Regions from separate parts of the Mus musculus genome. Here region 2 is linked to region 1. The links are chromatin contacts, called in public promoter capture Hi-C maps. All regions are on one chromosome and are shown on one strand. Each heading gives the region's core, a stretch centred on a gene start, on an enhancer-like site or on the middle of the called end of the contact. The rest is flanking DNA. Distances are from core to core; before and after follow the strand shown.

Region 1 (3,406 bases), core at 394-2,893:
TGTATGCCCTCTTTACACTGATCTGTAGGAGTTCTTTATGTAATCTGGGTCCTCATTATTTGTTGGCCAATGTGTTTTGAGAAAATTTTCTTCCAGTCTGTGACTTGATTCCTCACACTCTTAATAGCTGACTTCAATCAAGAGACTCTCTTAATTTTTATGTTCTCTAACTTATCATTTTCTTATGGTTAATGCCTTTTGTTGTTTGTATAAGAAATTGTTCCTAACTTCAGGGTCATGCCATGTTCAATAGTTATCGCCTAGAAGTCTTGGTGCTTCACCTTTATGGCCATGATCCATCTTAATCTGCTTGTGGTGGTTTGAACTTGCTTGGCCTCTGGGGAGTGGTAATGTTAAGAGTGGCTTTGTTGGAGGAAGTGTGTCACTGTGTGTCACTGTGTGTCACTGTGTGTCACTGTGTGGGCTTTAGAGGGTTCCTCCCATGCTCAGGCTCCTCCCATTGCAGAAGAGGCCCTCCTCCTAGATGCCTGGAAGATAGTCTTCTCCTGACTGCCTTTGGATCAAGATGTAGAACTTTCAGCTCCTTCTCCAGCACCATGCCTAAATGCTGCCATGCTTCCTATTACGATGATAATGGACTCTCTGAGTCTGGAAGCCAGCCTCAATGAAGTGTTTGCCTTTACATGACTTACCTTGGTCATGGTGCCTCATAGCAATGGAAACCCTAAGACGCTGCTGTTTGAGTTTACTGTTCACTAGAAGTCAAGGTTCAAGTTTTTTCCAGATGAGCAACCACTTCATCTAATTCCACTGCTTAATAGTTTCTTCCCTCTATTATATCTGGTGCTCATATAGTTAGGTCAGTTTCTAGACGATTCTACTCCACTTATGTGGTTAAATGATTGCACATTTTACAGGAAATTATCAATCAAAAATGAAAGTGGTTGGCACTAGGGTACAGTAGACATATTGTGGAGGGTGTCTCCTGAATTTGTTTAATTGTTTTTTTTTTTTTTAAAAACCCTGTAGAATTATTTAACTTTATAAGATAATGCACATTTAATTTTTGTAAAATCTCAGTGCCACTTTTTTAATGACTGCAAAAAAGAGAGACGGAGGTAACCACTGCTTTGAACAAAATCTCGATTTTCAGACTCACATTTCCAATTCTGTGGGTTTGTCACCTGAAAAATCGGTGATTTTGTGAGCTGTCATAGACTATGGGTACGAAAATCCTTGTAAACTAACTACAGCTATTTAGTAACTTACAGCCCAAACTTGTGAATTTTCAACATGAATTGGTTGAGAATCATGTCCAAGTCTAGATGTGACTGGTAAAGCACTGTATGGAATGAGTGACTAGTGGGGAATTTCTGGTCCTGTTCCTGTGGCCCACCCTAACACTCACCCGGACGTGGTGACCAAATCTTTGAGGCTTCGGAGTCTTTGCTGAATCACGCATGTGACAGTTGTGTGGCCTCGGGCTCTTTTCCAAACCTTTGTGACTCTCAGCTATACAACTGAAGCATCTCTCTTGAGAAAGCTGGGGCCTTTCCGTGGGGTCTGTAGCTAAGGAATTAAGGCTCCTGCTAGCAGGTAGGCTGTTGCCTGCACCCAGGGCCTGTGGGAAATTGGCAGAGCCCTGGAGGCCCGGAGCATCTGCGGTCACTATGACAACCTCAGACGCCTTGCGTTCCAGAGCAGCCGGTGGCGGAGTTGAGAGGCCGTGGAGACCCCGGTGGCATGAGGCGGCAGGAGGCGCTGGCAGGGACAGCCTCAGAGGCGGGCCGCGAAGGGGAGCAGCCTAGGCCGGCAGGGCTGGGGTGCCGCACCCGTGCTGAGCCTGGTGGCCCCCAAGAGTCTCGCCAACAATGTGAGTTCAGCTTCACCTTCAAACCTTGGCAGTGGTGGGACCAGTGACAACAAGGCGGGGGAGGGGGGGAGACCCCAAAGTGGAGCTAGCTGGAGTACTTAAGGTTTCTGGGGGAGAACTGGAGAGCTGCTGTTTGCAGGTAAGAATAGTAGCAGAAAGCTACTGTGACAGCAGGGACAGACATGGAGGGATGGGGAACAGCTTAGGCCCTCAGGATCTCCTCGGGCCAACGTCTATGTAGGAGACTATCTTCCCTTCACCAAGAATTCCTGAGCCCAAGGGCTGGATATCATCCTCAACTGAGTTGAGTTGGTCGATAACAGCATTGCTTTTTAAAGGAACCATGAATACATTACCCCAGAGGTATGTATCTAATGGTGTTGGGGATAGAGCTTGGTGGTATACCACTTGTCTAGGACCTCCAGGACCTGGGTTCACTCCCTCCTACTTGTCTGAGATGCAGGGTAAGAACCACTCACCCCTCACAAGGCATCCTTCATTTCCCAGATCATAAAACCAAGGCGCAGAGCAGGGGGAAGGAGATGAAGTCAGCCAGGGCTGGCAAAATACTTAAAACCCTTCAACAATCACCTCCAGCAGTCCAAACCCCCAAATCACTACCTGGGTTAGAATTTCACATGCAATCTTTCTTATGTCCTCTGCCCATGGAATATGCAAACAATATTCAAATCAGTAAAGACTGTCTTGAGGCAGTTGTAACTATATTTCTAACAGGTTTGTAGCGTCCTGTACCTGATCCTTTAGCAGCTGGTGAGGGAGATGGATGAAAACACAGGGCCAAGGAGGAGTGCAAACAGCTTCCAGGGCTGCTCAGAGCCTCCTTGATTGCCTCTCTGGGGACTAACAGGAGCATCTGGCGGCTCCCGCTGCTTGCGCCCTCTTCTCTCTCTCTCTCTCTCTCTCTCTCTCTCTCTCTCTCTCTCTCTCTCTCTCTCTCTCTCTCTCTCTCTCGTGTGTGTATGTGTGTGTATGGTGTGCGCATGTATGAAGGCCAGAGGACAACTCCAGCTCTCTTTTCTCAGGTTTAAGTTTCACTGAGAAAATATGTACTACTGATCTTGAAGTTTTCGTGCAGGATAGGCTAGAATGGCTGGATGACTGGCTGTCTGGCCTGGGACTCCAGGGATCAATCTGCCACCACACCAGGCTTTTCTTATTATAAGACATAAATAATTATATTAGCCCACAGGCAACTGTGAAATAAACACAGGCAAAATGGTCAGGTGCATTATAAAAAATCAGCACCAATTGCTGTTAGAAGTCAAGAAGCCTGGCAACCCTTGTTGTAAAACAAACCCCCAGAGCGGCTCAGTTCTCAGCAGTTCTGGGCTTTGTCCTGCGCACAACTGCCTGCTGACCAACACTTAAATGTGCATGAGCAAGGGCACAGTATGTGCATTTCTTTTCCTCTTTCCTCTGTCTCCAGTCCCCCTCCCTCCTTCCCTAGCTCTTTCCTAAGGGAGGACTTTCCCCTCTCCAGCTTTTTGTCATTCTCACAAATCTCCTTCAGCAGTTTCCTGTGAATTCTCCTGTTGCCAACCTGCAGTCTGT
Region 2 (3,406 bases), core at 451-2,950, about 22 Mb before region 1:
GAGCTTTCTATATAACCAATGTGAACCTGAACTGGTCTTCCTACATTCACCTCCCTGTTGTTGGTATAGGTGTACACACAAACACATAAACACACACACACACACACACACACACACACACACATATACACACTCTTCTCCAAGTCAGAACTCTGATACTGTGTCTTTTCCAGGAAATAAGACATTGATTCCATTTAAGACTAGAGGAACCTAGATTCCATTTAAGAGCACTTGGGAGGCAGAGGCAGGTGAATTTCTGAGTTCGAGGCCAGCCGGTCTACAGAGTGAGTTCCAGGACAGCCAGGGCTACACAGAGAAACCCTGTCTCAAAAAACCAAAAAAAAAAAAAAAAAAAAAAGACTAAATCAACCTCTTGTAGATTTCAGAATATACACAGGAAATCACAAAGAAATGGAAATAATCTAATAGCTTGTTTTTAATTACACGAACCCTAAACTGATAACATGGTTTAAGTTTAAACATTTCCAGGTTAGATTTCATGGAGTTGGAGATGTAGCTCAGAGGCAATGCACTTGACTAGCCAGCACATGGTTTCATTGTTTCCTTATTTTTTGTATCCAAGTCCCTTTTCTTAGAATTGACATTTCTCTATTATGAGACTTTTGTATGCTTGGCAGGCATTCTACCATTATGCCATAAGTCTAGCCTAGTTAAGGAATATTGATTGTGCTCCCCAACCCACCTCCTTTTTTTTTTTTAGATAAGATCACACACACTCACACACCCTTGGCTCAGGCTGACCAACCTGAATCACTTTCCCTGGCTCAACCTCCCTAGACTGAGGTTATAGATGAGTCACCATTAAGTCTACTTTGCTGTTTGTTTTTTCTTGAAAGCGAGCATCTTGGTTGGGTATCTCCTGCTTTATCTCTATAGTGTGGTGGGCCACCGTGCTTGTTTAAGAAAGCTAGTACAGGCAAATAGTCGTGTGTCCCCCCCCCCCCAAAAAAAAAAAAAAGATTTAACTGGTTCTGGAGCCTCCTGTTCAGGCAATATTGGTGACTCTCACTGCACTTTCCCCTCACACATCCGCGGCGATGTGGTTTTTTTTCCCCTTCGTTTTTTTTTTTTTTTTTTTGGTAAGACTAACCCTGTATAACTCGGATTGCCTTGAACTCAAGATCTTCTTGCTTACGCTTCCCAAGTTCTAGGTCTACAAGCATGCACCACCACACTTGCTTTCCTTCGTTTTTTTTTTTTTTTTTTTTCAGAATTCCAGCAGCAGTTGCTAGCTTCTCAATTCGAATACTAAGGGGGGCACAATTGAGTTTACAGAGCACTCTGTGTCGCTTAGTTTGAGCCTTCCTCCCTGGGGCTCCGAGGTCAAGAGCAGGTCGGTTTACGTACTTAACGGTGCAGCCTTTGCAGGCTCTGAGTGGCAGGGAACCTGGGTTCTTGGCCCAACTGGTGGCGCAGTCTGGATGGAGGCTTCGGTGCCTCTGTGGAGCAACGTAAGGCGTGGCACACGCCCCGTGCCATTTCCATTTCATTCGGACTCAGAGATCAGTTCTCACCAAAGCAGTCGTCAATACCAAATCTGGTCAGCTTGTGTCTTAACTACGGCCACATCAGAATTTCAGCCAGTATTAGAAGGAAGGGTCCTTGCGCGGTCGGTCTACTGAAGTCGCTCCTCTGCAGAGCCTGGGATAGGACAACGCGCGCCGGCCCGCTTTACGGCAGAGGTGTGCGCTTTTGCGACAGCATGACGCAAGCAGGTTTTGGCGGGAAAAGCTGTGCATTTGGATTCCTGTGGCAGCTGGCAAAGGACTGCTTGGTGAGAAGGGCGTCCTGAACAGTGGGAAAGAACTCCAGCAAAGGACCCAGAGGGCTTGTTTAGTGTGGACGGGCGCGGGGAGGGAGTGGTCCAGACTAGCAGAGAGGTGGGAGGGCCGCCCGGAGCCCGGGCTGGAGCGGGTGGCCCGTGGCTCTCCAGCATAAAGGGACCAGAGCGATTGTAAGGCTCCGGGGTTCGCATGCTTTCCCGGCTCTAGGGGTCCCTGCCTCCCGCTTCTCTCCGCGGCTTGGCCCCGCCCTGTTCCCTCCCGGTGCTGGGGACACGTGCCGTTGGGGTGGGAATTGGAAGTGAGCGGGTGGGAGGAGGGGCTGCTCTGGCAGTAATTACCGTAGTTACACCCAGCTGCTCCCCACCCCCGCACCCTGACCTGCCCGCAACTCCCTTTCCGGATCATTCACCCGAAAGCTCTTGTCTTGCAACCCTGGAGCCAAGCAAGTGCTCAGTTTTGCATAAAGGCGGACGGAGGACAAACGTGGAAACAGGATTTGTGATAAACAGGACAAAATGTTCAAGTTCAGTATTATGACGTGGGTAAATATGGTTCAGATGTAAGATGAAAAGAAAGTCGTGCGGAATCATAGCAGGAGACATGGCTCAGTGGCATTACAGGTGATGAGAGTTTACACTCATCCCCAGTATTTTCTGGGATCCTGCATTTTACAGTCGCTGTGCTTGGAGTCATGGCAGTGCCTTTTGTGGAAGACTGGGATTTGGTGCAAACTTTGGGAGAAGGTGCCTATGGAGAGTAAGTTTGAGTCCTCATTTTAATTTTTTATTGCAGTGTGTGTCTGTCTGTCTGTCTGTCTGTCTGTCGTGCTATGGTGCGTGCACCTGTGGAGGTCAGAAGACAACTTGCAGGAGCTGGTTCTGTTGAAGGTTTGGAGGGATCATTAGGCCTGACAGCAAGAGGCTTAACCTGCCTGGCCATTACCATGGTCTTCCTAATTTAAATATTACCTGTTTGTTTGCTTTAGTTTTCCACCTGTTGTCTGAGTACACACTTTAAAAAAAGTCCTTTATTTCAAGTGGCAAAGAGCATGGATATTCGCATTTGTACATCAAGGCTCTGAGTGAGTGAAGCACATCCACACCTGTTCCTCCTCTTTTGTGATGGTAGACATTGAACCTAGTGCATCACTCATGCTGGGCTTATGCTCTGCCATGAGCTACATTTCTAGGCCTGTAAAACACCAAATTTCTTCTTACATTTGTTTTTGTTCAGATCAAAATCTTGTTAAATTGCCTAGGTTGGCCTTGAACTTGTACACTGTAGCCTCCCAGGTAGGTATGACAAGCCTGTGCTTGACGGTCCAATTTCTTTTCTTTCTTTTTTTTTTTTAATTTTACTTTTATAAAATTTTCTTTTATAAAAGAATTGTTTTCCTAACAAATCATGTGTCTTAGAATTTTAAATGAGATAATGAAAAGACCCTGGCGGCATCCTGCCTAATTTCAGATCTCCACACTCAGCTGATCCTGGTTGTATTTGTGTTCTTTTTTTTTTTTTTTTGGTTTTTTGAGACAGGGTTTCTCTGTATAGCCCTGGCTGTCCTGGAGCTCACTTTGTAGACCAGGCTGGCCTCGAACTCA

What was found. Promoter capture Hi-C pulls out the DNA fragments that hold promoters and counts their contacts.
Region 2: a contact with region 1 is called in a promoter capture Hi-C map of frontonasal cranial neural crest. The contact joins the promoter of Chek1 here to the promoter of 1700012B09Rik in region 1. A contact is called at or near these places in 3 of 39 promoter capture datasets (cranial neural crest, frontonasal cranial neural crest and maxillary cranial neural crest) and 1 of 9 other capture datasets (pancreatic islet).

The regions. Positions count from the first base shown.
Region 1 is chr9:14,769,267-14,772,672 of GRCm38.p6, reverse strand. 1700012B09Rik (RIKEN cDNA 1700012B09 gene) reads left to right here and starts at 1,643. Exons shown (of 4, transcript NM_029306.3): 1 at 1,643-1,834. The coding sequence starts at 1,705.
Region 2 is chr9:36,724,952-36,728,357 of GRCm38.p6, reverse strand. Chek1 (checkpoint kinase 1) reads left to right here and starts at 1,700. Exons shown (of 13, transcript NM_007691.5): 1 at 1,700-1,795; 2 at 2,480-2,561. The coding sequence starts at 2,497.